3 separate regions of the Sus scrofa genome follow, and regions 1 and 3 are each linked to region 2. A link is a contact called in public HiChIP or PLAC-seq data. All regions are on one chromosome and are shown on one strand. The core of a region is the stretch at or near the end of the contact, and the rest is flanking DNA. Distances in the headings are between cores, read along the strand shown.

The links. HiChIP or PLAC-seq counts read pairs in DNA pulled down with a chosen protein or histone mark.
Region 1: a contact with region 2 is called in an H3K27ac HiChIP or PLAC-seq map of skeletal muscle. The contact joins the promoter of SLC43A3 here to the promoter of LOC110259265 in region 2. A contact is called at or near these places in 2 of 2 datasets of contacts at active chromatin or transcription factors (alveolar macrophages and skeletal muscle).
Region 3: a contact with region 2 is called in an H3K27ac HiChIP or PLAC-seq map of skeletal muscle. The contact joins the promoter of SMTNL1 here to the promoter of LOC110259265 in region 2. A contact is called at or near these places in 2 of 5 promoter capture datasets (fetal liver and liver) and 2 of 2 datasets of contacts at active chromatin or transcription factors (alveolar macrophages and skeletal muscle).

What each region holds. Positions count from the first base shown.
Region 1 is chr2:13,489,621-13,493,281 of Sscrofa11.1, reverse strand. SLC43A3 (solute carrier family 43 member 3) reads right to left here and starts at 2,369. Exons shown (of 13, transcript XM_021083039.1): 1 at 2,197-2,369; 2 at 784-1,152; 3 at 113-242. The coding sequence starts at 967.
Region 2 is chr2:13,628,424-13,631,916 of Sscrofa11.1, reverse strand. It overlaps LOC110259265 (182 kDa tankyrase-1-binding protein-like), which reads right to left and starts at 1,686. Exons shown (of 5, transcript XM_021083047.1): 1 at 1,523-1,686. SSRP1 (FACT complex subunit SSRP1) reads right to left here. Exons shown (of 17, transcript XM_003353864.4): 16 at 3,439-3,493; 17 at 2,684-3,183. The coding sequence ends at 3,112.
Region 3 is chr2:13,382,792-13,386,273 of Sscrofa11.1, reverse strand. It overlaps SMTNL1 (smoothelin-like protein 1), which reads left to right and starts at 1,431. Exons shown (of 9, transcript XM_021083035.1): 1 at 1,431-1,548.

The DNA of each region.
Region 1 (3,661 bases), core at 1,120-3,619, 140 kb after region 2:
ACATGGGGCAGCTTAAAACAAAGCTGCCCAGCTGCCTGGCCTGGGTCTCCCTCCCAACAAAGCTGTGAGACTTCCTCTTGGCCAGCCCTGCTCAGATCCCCTTGGGACCTACATGGCTAGGAGGCGGGTCACGGTGGTCTTGAAACGGTCAAAGATGAAGCCGGTGGGGAACGTCATGAAGTTGTTCATGAAAGAGGCCACAGTGAAGATGAGTGAGAACTGTTCGTCCTGGGCCCTGCAGTCTGGAAGAGAGAAGCGCAGGTCTCAAGAGCCCAGGGATCCCCCCTCCATCCCCCGCCCTCCTGCCAGGTTAGGGTTAGGGTTAGGGTTAGGGTCTGGAAGAGAGAAGTGCAGGTCTCAAGAGCCAGGATCCCCTCCATCCCCCGCCCTCCTGCCAGGTTAGGGTTAGGGTTAGGGTTAGGGTTAGGGTCTGGAAGAGAGAAGTGCAGGTCTCAAGAGCCCGGGATGGGCAGGCTGATCCCCCTCCATCCCCCACCCTCCTGCCAGGTCTAGGGCCGCCTCTTCTTCCTTGGACAGCTTGCCAGGTGGAAAGTTCTCCCTTAGGTGAGGTGACACGTGACTGCCCCCCATTACCTCTGGTCGGGGGGCTGGTACTTCCCTCCCCAGGCCCCCTCCAAGGCCACGGCGGAAGGTGGGAGAGGCTTTCCTCTCACCATAGAAAGGCTGGCAGGGAGGGCAGAGGGGGGAAGTTCTTCCTACCCCTTCTCACTCCCCGACCTGGGAACCAGACTCAACTTCCCAGAGACGTCCTTGCTCCCTTACCAGCTGGCCCTGTGGCGTTGCCCATGAGCGTGGCATTCGGTTCACACAGGCTCTCAAAGTAACGTTCTGTTTTGAAGATGAACACCAGGGATGCCCAGCCGAAGAGGACACCCGCAAAGCCGATGCATTCCAGCAGCCCCGTCAGCAGAGTGGCCATCCGAAGGGGCAGGCTCGCTCCCTGCATGGTTCCAGGTGGAGCTGATCCTCAAATCCCAAGGGCGGTCTCCTGGGCTGACCACAGGCGCTGCGAAGCCTGGCGTTCCAGCACTTGGAAAATCCCTTTGGCAGGCCCTCTGTTCAGGAAGCTCTCTGGCTGTTCTGGCTGTTCCAGGCTTGGGCAAAACCCATCAATGGGCGATTCTCTGGATCCTATAAAATAAGGCAGAGGCTGCTGGGTACAGGAGGCTTGAGGGAAAGGCAGAGGTGTACAAAGCGTTCTCTGTACGATAAAGAGGCCAGCGGTTAGAAACAGCCAGAAACAGCTGCAAAGGCCTCTCTATCCCACAACTGGCAACAGGTGGGAAAGCAGAGACAGAGCCCCAATTCAGGAGACATCCGCTAAAATAATAGCAGCAATTCTGAACCAGGAACAGGGGATGGGAGACTTGACACATGTCCTCACAATATCCTGGCAAAGTGGGTGTTTTCTTATGTTCAGTTGACCGACAAAAGGCTCAACTTCCCCAGGTCACATGGGCCAGTCAGTCACGTTGCAGGCCAGTCTAATGCTAAAAACATCCCTACCTCAACACGATCCTGCCTGACCCTCGGCTGGCACTCCCCCAGTCTCCCATTTCCCCGCCGCCCCCCTCACACCACCATCTGCCGGGAAAGCGCCCAGAAGCCGCTCACCCCCACCCCGCTCTCCCTCCGGCACGTGCTCTGAGGTCCTGGGGCAGAAGCTCCCCCACCCCGTTCCGTCCCCCCCCCACCCTCCACCCCCGGTCGCCTGTCCTCAGGGCCTCATCACTCCCCGGCCCCGGGACCTCGCCGCCTCCAGCCCTGCGCCGCAAGCTACTCGCCTGCCTGGCTCCGAGCTCTCCGGGACGCGGGTTTCGGCGCCTTTGAAGATTTGGATTCGCGCCTCCCGCCGCCCCTCCCAGTCCCTCCACGCCCCCAGCAGTCCCGGAAGGGCCGGGGTGAGCGGGGCGGCGCCTGGCAGGTCCTCCACCTCCCGCTCGCCATCATTTCCTTCTTCTCCGAGCCTCACAGTCCTACGCTCTTTTTGACCACGCCCTGGAATCCCCCCTCCTTCCACTCGGGTGGACCTCGCCGGCGTGCACCTCCTGATCCCCTTTCCGCTTCTCTTCTTCTCTGCGCCTTCTCCCTCCCCTGACCGAGATCGTTTCAATCCCGTTGCTCACACTGGCAACGGGAAAGGTCACGCACTCACAGCACACACGGACGGCTTACCTGCGGACACGGGGACACACACGCGGACGCCGTATTCCTTGTGCTCTGCGTTGACCACGTGGGTGGGCACAGAACACGTTTTCCCCTATTTGTGCAGACAGAAGACGTTGCCTGGCATTTCAGGAAACAAAGAATGTTGCCAGCCACTTCTGTACCTGCAGCCTACCAGACAGTGTGCCCCGAGGGAAATTCAGGATGGAGAAAAACAGGAAACGCCCCCGCCCTGGATAGTTAAGATGCCTATCTAGGAATAACTTTTCAAAGACCTCAGATTCTTGCCTTTTCTCATACTTAGAAAACTACAGTCATGAACTTGTCTGCTTTTGCGATTAGCAGGAATCTTTTCCTGCTCGACTGCATGGATTTTTATTTTTATTTTTTTCCAGCAAAAACTCCTAGATATCCTGGCTCCTCCCTTTACCTCTTGGGAGTATTCCCCAGAGTATCTAAGAGGCTGTGTCCCAAGCTATAGTCCTCAGTAAGTTCCCCGGATAAAACATACCTGGCAACTTGGAGGCCACGCAGGATTTTTTTTTTTTTCCCCACTGACAGCATCTTTCCAGAAACCATCCCCCTGAAGCAGTATCCTGCTTTTTCACCACCAAGGACCTCTTTGATTGCTCCCTGCCTCACCCCAGCCCAGGTTCTGAAAGAGTCTACCCGCCAGACTTTGTTGATTAAGTATTCATTCATGGCTCCATTTTTTATTAATCAAAGACATATATAATTGCCGTCGGAGCTTGTGATCAGCATGAGATAGCCAGCTGAACCAGCTGCGCTGCTATCATTCCGAGCCCAGTGCAAGTTAGTTCAGTGGCCATTTCCTCCCAGCCCCGCTTAGAAAGCTGAATTGGAGGGAGAGCTTCTTGCATATTTAGAGTAGTCTACAAACTCCCAAGCCTAGCCTCCTGGTTTCCCCAGGGACTCAAAAGATTCTAAGCCCACCCTTCTTTTTAATGAGAAAGAAATAAAAGATTAGGGCAGTGGAAAGCCAGAACCAGGGAGTATTTTCCAGATCTCTACTAAAACACGGAGGATAAAGAAGGATAACCACCCAAAGACAGGTTGCTCGGTTCTGGTTCTATACCCAGGTGCTCACTAGTTACATAGCCCCAAGCAAGCCCTTTGACTGCCCCACTTGTAAGATGAGGCCTGCGGTACCTTAATTATCTTAATTATAATTAGAAATATGAGCTGGGTTGATGAAGTCCCTGCAAGTATGTTAGTCAGTAGCCAGACTGCTTAAGAATAGCACTAGGTTCTCCAGGGTCCAGATACAGAGTCAGAGAAGCAGCCTTGGGAGGGGATTTCAGAGCAACTTCACTCTACATGTGCTCTTAACATGCCCACGAACTTCTAACTGGTTAAGGATCCATTGTTGTCACTGCTGAGGCTTGGGTCACTGCTGTATCGCAGGTTCGATTCCTGGCCCAGGGAACTTCTGCATGCCACAGGCACAGCCAAA
Region 2 (3,493 bases), core at 437-2,936:
TTCCCAGCATTCCAGACCATACCTTCTCTCCCACAGGCCCCAGTCATATCACCTGTTCTTCAGACACTCCACCACCTTCTCAGTTCCTGTCCTGGTTCCTGAAGCACCAACCCCCCCCCAAGGCACACACCCCCCGCGCGTGCCCCCTGGCAGTGGGAACCGCCTTCCCCAAAGTCACCCCACTCCAGCTGGTATGGAAGAGAGCACCAAATCCCAAGAAGGGACCTCAAGTGCCCAAGCTTTGCAAAACCCACCTGCCTCTCACTTCTGACCCTGCCTCAGCTTGTTTTGAAAATGGGAGGGGACAGGGAAGGGGTAGAGAGAAACCCATGGGGGTCAATCCCCCAGAGCAGGATGCTCCCTGTGGGTGGGTGGGTAACCCTGCAGAGCCTGTCCAAGTGGGCACGGAGGAGAGGCACATGACAGAAAAAATAAAATAAAATAAAATAAAACACGAGACTGTTTCCTTGTCCTTGAACATGTTACCAGGGACATGGTGTGGGTGGTGAGAAATGGAGACAAATTGGTCCAAAACCAAGACACCCTTTCAGCTGGGGTCCTAATGGGCACCTCAGCGGTGTGACCCGCGGCAGCAAGGAAGCAGGGTTAGCCTTCCCCAAAGGAAGAGGGGGTCGCGGCAGCCCAGAGGCCCCAGCCCGGAAACCCAGGTGACCAAGGCCAGAGCCAAGGGCTGTAAACTCACAGCAGCTCTGAGCACTCCCCACCTTCAGCAGTCAGGAGGAGACTAGCTGACCCCCGGGAGCACAGGCCTCCAGAAGGGCAGTGGGGGAGGCCAGGCAGCTCGAGCCCCGGGGCAGAGGCCCAGAGAAGCATCGCCGAAGGCGGGGTCACCCCTATGGACCCTGGGATCTCCAGCGGATCTGGGGCCAGAGAGGTCGGCAGGGACAGCCTGTGAACTGCTGGAAGAGGGAGGGCCAACGGGAAGACGGAACAGCCCGGGGCGAGGGGCCGTTTGGAGGGGCCCAGTGGGGAGCTCTGGACACAGAGGGGCCGGCAGCAGCCGGAGAGGAGGAGGAACAGGGTGGAGGAGGAGGCGGTGGCGGCAGAAGCGGAGGACCTGTGCGCGGGATGTGAAGCAGCGGCGAACAGACTGGCGACGCGGACTGGGTGGGGGCGGACTGGGGTGGCTGGGGGCGTGCCGAGGGAGCCGGGGGAGGGGGCTAGCCAGGCCCCGGGAAAAGAGAGGGCGGGGGTCCCTCAAGTAGCTCCGCCCGCCCCCGGCTCCGCCTCAAGCCCTCGCCCCCTCCCCCCTTTCTTCTGGCTCGGCCAGCACGAGCGCCAGACCGTGCACCCTCTGCCCCCGCGCACACGCTCCAGCTCCCCTGTGTCCCCCGCCTCCCACGCGCCCCCCGGCCCCTGCAAACTTTCCTAGTGATCCCCCTTTCCATCTCAACCGAGGTCCCGACTGGAAAGCGCCCACTCCTTCCATGCCTTTCCCCGCCGCCACCTCTCCCGAACCCCGCCCCCTCCTTCACCCTCCTGCCCGCCCCCGCGCACTCACGCGCTCCCCCGGGATCCGGCTCCGCTCGGCTCCGGCTCGGTGCCCCGATGCCAGTCTCAGCCGCCGCTACCGCCGCTGCTGCCGCCGTCACCGCGGGACCAAGCCAGTGCGAGCCTTGGCGGGGCCCCGCCCCTAGCTCCACCCACGCCCACGCCCCCAAGGCGCCTCATGAATATCCATGAGCCGGTGAAAACTAGGAGTGGATAGAGCCCGCAGAACTCGCCAGATCGTATGCAAATAGGCGCAGCCCAGGTACTCAATTATTCATGAACCTTGCAAATGAGGGGCCCGCCCCAGGCTCAGACCCCGGCGAAACTGACGCAATTCAACAGCTAAAGAGCGCTTGGGCAAAATGGCAACCGAGACGACTGCCTAGAGAGGAGACTGCTTTAGGACTGCCCAATCCTCAGGCCCAGCCTCCTTGTACTGATTGCAGCACCATAGAGTCACGGTTAGAAAGAAGGTAACCGTTGGCGGACTGGAAAGGCTTCCTGTGGCAAAACACCTGAGAGCCTCCGCAACGTGGCCACTCCACGTGTATAATTCCAGGTTTAGAACCACGGGGATGACTGGAAGCTGTTTTCCTTGCTCATTTTCATTTACCTCCTGTCATGCCCCATTCCCAGATATAAATTCCTAACTTAAAAATGCGGCATACCCCTTTCCTCCAGTAAGAAAAGCCGCACACATACTCCATTCTTTCCCACACACCCTCAGACTACACCCCAACCACTCCCACGACACACACATACACACACACACACACACACACACACACACACTCATCCTCCCCAATTCTCCAGGCTCAGGTTTCCATTCCCACGTCTGCAGGGAAGCTGGTCAATCCTGATTCCATTATCTGAAGCCTTGGTAGACCCTTGACTCATAGGTGATTAAGGATGGAGCCGGTCCTGCCGCCCCTCAGCTTGGCTAATGGAGTGTAACTGTGAGAGCGACTTTCTAATGAGATCAGCTCTCATTTCTGGACTCTCAGGTGGCCCATCCCGGCAGAAGAGAGTGAAAACCAATGCTTGTTGAGCCGAGAACAGAACAGGATGTACCTGCAGACTTGCTTCCCAGCTGAAGGGTCAAAAGAGAGAGCAGTAAACACAAAGAAAAGTGGGGATGATACAACAGGGCTAGAGAGAAGGCAAAAGAACATGGTTTCCAAAGTCAGTTCCCTTTATTAAATGTTGCTTTTCACAGACCAGAAATACAAAATAAAAGTAGAAATAAGCCCCAGTTAGGAGCTTCAGGCCTGACCTCACATGACCCCTGCTTGCAGCAACTTGAACAGGACAAGCAGCAGCTAGTTTCCAAAGGTCAGGAAAGTAGGACAAGGATTTGGATCCTGTACTGCCCTGCCTCCCACCCGATCTCTCCCCAAATTATAAAGAGCCATCCTTGCGAGGCAGCAGAGTAAGACGTCTCCCCTGCTGCCCCCATGAAGTGCATCCTGGCAGGAGCTTGTTCAGATGGCACAGAATCGAAGGACTGTATTTCACATGAGGAGAAACTGGTACCAGAACGCGGGTGGGGAGACTGGGGTATGACCGGGCAAGGCCAAGGAGAGAGAATCTTCCTCCTCTCTACTCATCAGATGCTGACCCCGAGTCCTCGGAGCTGGGGGGAGTACTGGCTAGGTCCTCTTCTTCAGAGTCCTGAAAACCAAAGTTCCCTTAGGAGCAAAGTACAGTGCGAATCCAGGTGTCCCCAACCACTGTGGTGAAGAGCCCCCACCTCTCCCCCCTGCCTTAACTCCAACACTAGCCTTCAGAAGCAGCGTTCGGTCGAGCCATGCCCCCTCATTATTCTTACAGACCAACCACAACCCCCAGTCCAGAAAGAACTGCCCCACCACCGGTTCAGATGCCCCTCATCCTTCCAGACCCTCAGCCCCCAAACTCCGGCCGCACCTCGCTCCGCCGTCTCTTCTTCTTGCTCTTGTTCTCTCCTGAGGAGCTCTCGTCA
Region 3 (3,482 bases), core at 182-2,681, 250 kb after region 2:
TGACAACACTGGATCCTTAACCTGCTGAGCCGTATTGGAATTCTGAGGCATGAGTTTTAAAGAGCACAGCAGGCCACAGAGCTACATAGAAAAGCTCACCAACCTTGGACAGATAAACTCTAGATGGGTGAAGGGAGTATCTTAACACTAGAGGCAGCAAACCAGTCATCAATATGGGACTGTTCTACCATTGGTACCTGAACCTGACTTTCAGATCATCCCAGACACAGGTACCCAAGTTCCCATTCCATATTCCTACTAACAATACTTTAGCTAGCAAATTGCCTATATCCATTTTATATAACCAATATCCATTTAGTGAGCACCTCATACGACACAGGCAATTTGCTAGCTAAAGTCTTTGACCTCATGGAACTTAGAGCCTCGAGAGTAAGTCAGGTGACGAAGAAATAAATAAGGTAGTTCTGGATTCCAACACATATTATATAAGAAGAAAGATAAAATATGCTTGAAACAATAGAGAGGAGCTCAAGGTCATGGGAGACCTCTCTGAGGAAATGAAATTTGAGCTGAGATCCGAAGAATGAGAAAGAACCAGTCTTGTAAAGAGTAGAAGCAAAAAGTTACCCTCCTGAATATGAAAAGGAATCAGTTTATTGAAGGAATAGGAAAGAGGCCAGTGTGGCTGAAATGGTGGGGACAGGGAGGTGACTGGGAGAATCACAAGCTTTGTAAGGGGTGGGGACATCCTCGCCCTGCCCCCCAACATTCTCCAAAGGTAGTAGCTTTCTTAGATCGCAGGAAACCTGGAGAGGTTTTCTGATCAAAATCTCAATTCAGTACAAAGATTTATTTAGTGCCTGCTGTGCACCAGTCCCTTCAGCTCAAAATAGAACTCGGCTTTTGCAGCTTCTAGACTCTAAGCCCAGTGATCCATCAGCTTGGGCCATCGGGCCTCTCCTCTGTGCCCCTCCCCCGCTCCAAATCTCCTTCTGGTGGGTCCTGAGCCACATCCTCACCTCGGCAGCTGCCCCCTGCACCCCCTCTTCAGCCCTCCCTTCTGCAGCTGCTTAGTCTGAGCAAGGGGAAAGGGGTCTATTTAAAGGCACATGGGTGAGGGGGGGGCAGTACAGGGGAGGCTTAGCCTGGGCCCTGGATGGGCTGGGGAGGCCAGACAGCTGGTGACCGCTCTCCAAATGGTTTTCAGGTCGCCCGGGCCAGGCGGGTACAACGGGAAGGAAGATGAACCCAGGACGAGGCCGGGGTCAGGCAGGAAGGACCGGCTGTGATTGAAAGGTGCCACCTGTCAGACCGCCATGGGAAATCCGAGCTTCCCAGTCCAGGGGAAAGTGTTGTACCAACAGAGGAGTAAACAATGCTCATCCTGGCCCTGCGGCTCTCGCCGTACGGGTGGGGTGGGGTGGGATGGGGTGGGGTGGCAGGTGGGGGCGGGGGCAGCTGGAGGTGGGGGCGGGGACTGAAGAGCTGGGGGCTAGAAGCCACTGGGGCTGAAAGACAGCCAGGGAGTGAGGCCGCTCAGCTAGAGGAAGGAGGCAGCTCCAAGCCCCCAGGGCAGAGGCCCGTCAGGTAGGAGAGCCCTGGGCCCCTTTCTGAGTACCGCCTCCATCCGCCAACCCCTCTCCCACCTTCTGAAGGCGGGGGCCTCCGGTCGGGGCCCTGCAGTTGGTGAAATCCAGGTCCTTTCCACCTCTCTCTATGCCAGAGGTGCGGGGCTCAGCTCTGGGGGGCCAGGCAACTTAAGATCACCCACAGACTTGCCTGCAGGTGGCTATCCACGAGCACCTGACATGGGTAGAGAGGGCCTTGGGGGGTCTTATCAGTTCCAGCTGGGGTGGGAAGCAGAGTCTCTAAGCTATTAAGAGTGGCATCTGCAGAGTTCTCAACGTGGCTCTGTGGTAACGAACCAGACAAGTATCCATGAGGACCTGGGTTCGATCCCTGGCCTCACTCAGTGGGTTAAGGATTTTGTGTTGCTGTGAGCTGTGGTGTAGGTCACAGACACCTCTCAGATCCTGCATTACTGTGGCTGTGGTGTAGGTCAGCAGCTGCAGCTCTGACTTGACCCCTAGACTGGGAACCTCCATGTGCCGTGGGTGCGGCCCTAAACAAACAAACAAAAAAAGAGTGGCCTCTGCAGGGGTTGTCCCTGGTGGATGGGATGGGAGATGGTGGAAGCTCTAGGTTGTGGGGGTATTAGCAGAACCATCAAGTGTTGTCTTATATTTGGTGGGGCCAGGAACTCAGCCTCCTGGGTCCTTTTCCTCCTGGTCTGCCAAGGAAAATAGGAAGGGGGGAGCTCTCATTGTGGCTCAGCAGTGATGAACCTGACTAGTATCCATGAGGTTGCGGGTTCGATCCCTGGCCTCCCTCAGTGGGTTAAGGATCCGGCATTGCTGTGAGCTGTGGTGTAGGTCACAGATGCAGCTCGGATCCCGCATTGCTGTGGCTGTGGTAGGCTGGCAGCCGTAGTTCTGATTCAACCCCTAGCCTGGGAACTTCCATATGCTGCAGGTGCGGCCCTAAAAAAAAACAAAAAACAAACACAAATGGATAGAGGAGCTGTCTGCAGTGGGCACAAGGATTCCTGGGGAAGGAAGGAGGAAGGAAAGTGGAGAGAAAGGGAGGGAGGAGATGGTCTCCTGTGCACTTAGAAGAGGCAGCCTGGACTCCTCAGCACCACGTGCCTGCCCTCCCCCTCCAGAGGGATGCCCCTCACCCTGGGCCAGAGCCTTTGAAGGGGACGCTGGCTGAGGAGCTGGTGGGGGCAGCATCCCTGCCACAGGTCCTGAACTGGTTGTCAGGTGACCTGGGTTCCAGGTACAACTTGGCCATTTCATTGCCCTCGGACTTCTGTCAAGGGATCAGCTCCCCAAGCCTGGAATTCCTAATCTGTAAAATGGGGCCGATAACACCTGTTCCGAAGGGTTCGTGTGAGGAATTTGCTCGGGGACGTAAAAGTGGGCACCGCAGTGCAGGCTGTGAACGGCTCTAGAGTTGTCAGTGCCGGGATGGGTGGTGTTATCCTGGTGCCTCCACATCCGAGTTTCTTCGCTCCTCGTCTATTTATGACAGGCCTGCGGGGTGGAAAGCTGAGGGGAGGAATACGCAGGATGAGTGAGGTGTGTGTGTTTCACCGGCCCTTTCCCTCCACCATCCTAAGTGCGTCGCATGTAGCTCAAGGGTCAAATGGAAGAGGCGCTCAGCTATGTCTTGGCCAAGTGCTCACACGCTTTGAGGTATAAAAAGGGCTTATCATCATCTTACTGGTGTTCCGCTCTCTTTACCTTGTCTTACCAACTAAATGCCCTCACGGCTGAGTCAGGACCTTAATCTGGCACAGGGCTGGCCAGAGGCCAGCCTACACCATACAAGCCAATGCAGGAGTTCTCTTCTGGCGCAGCTGGTTAAGGATCCCGAGGTGTCAGTGCAGCGGCTTGGGTCACTGCTGTAGCATGGGTTCGATCCCTGGCCCAAGAACTTCCACATGCCACGGGGATGAC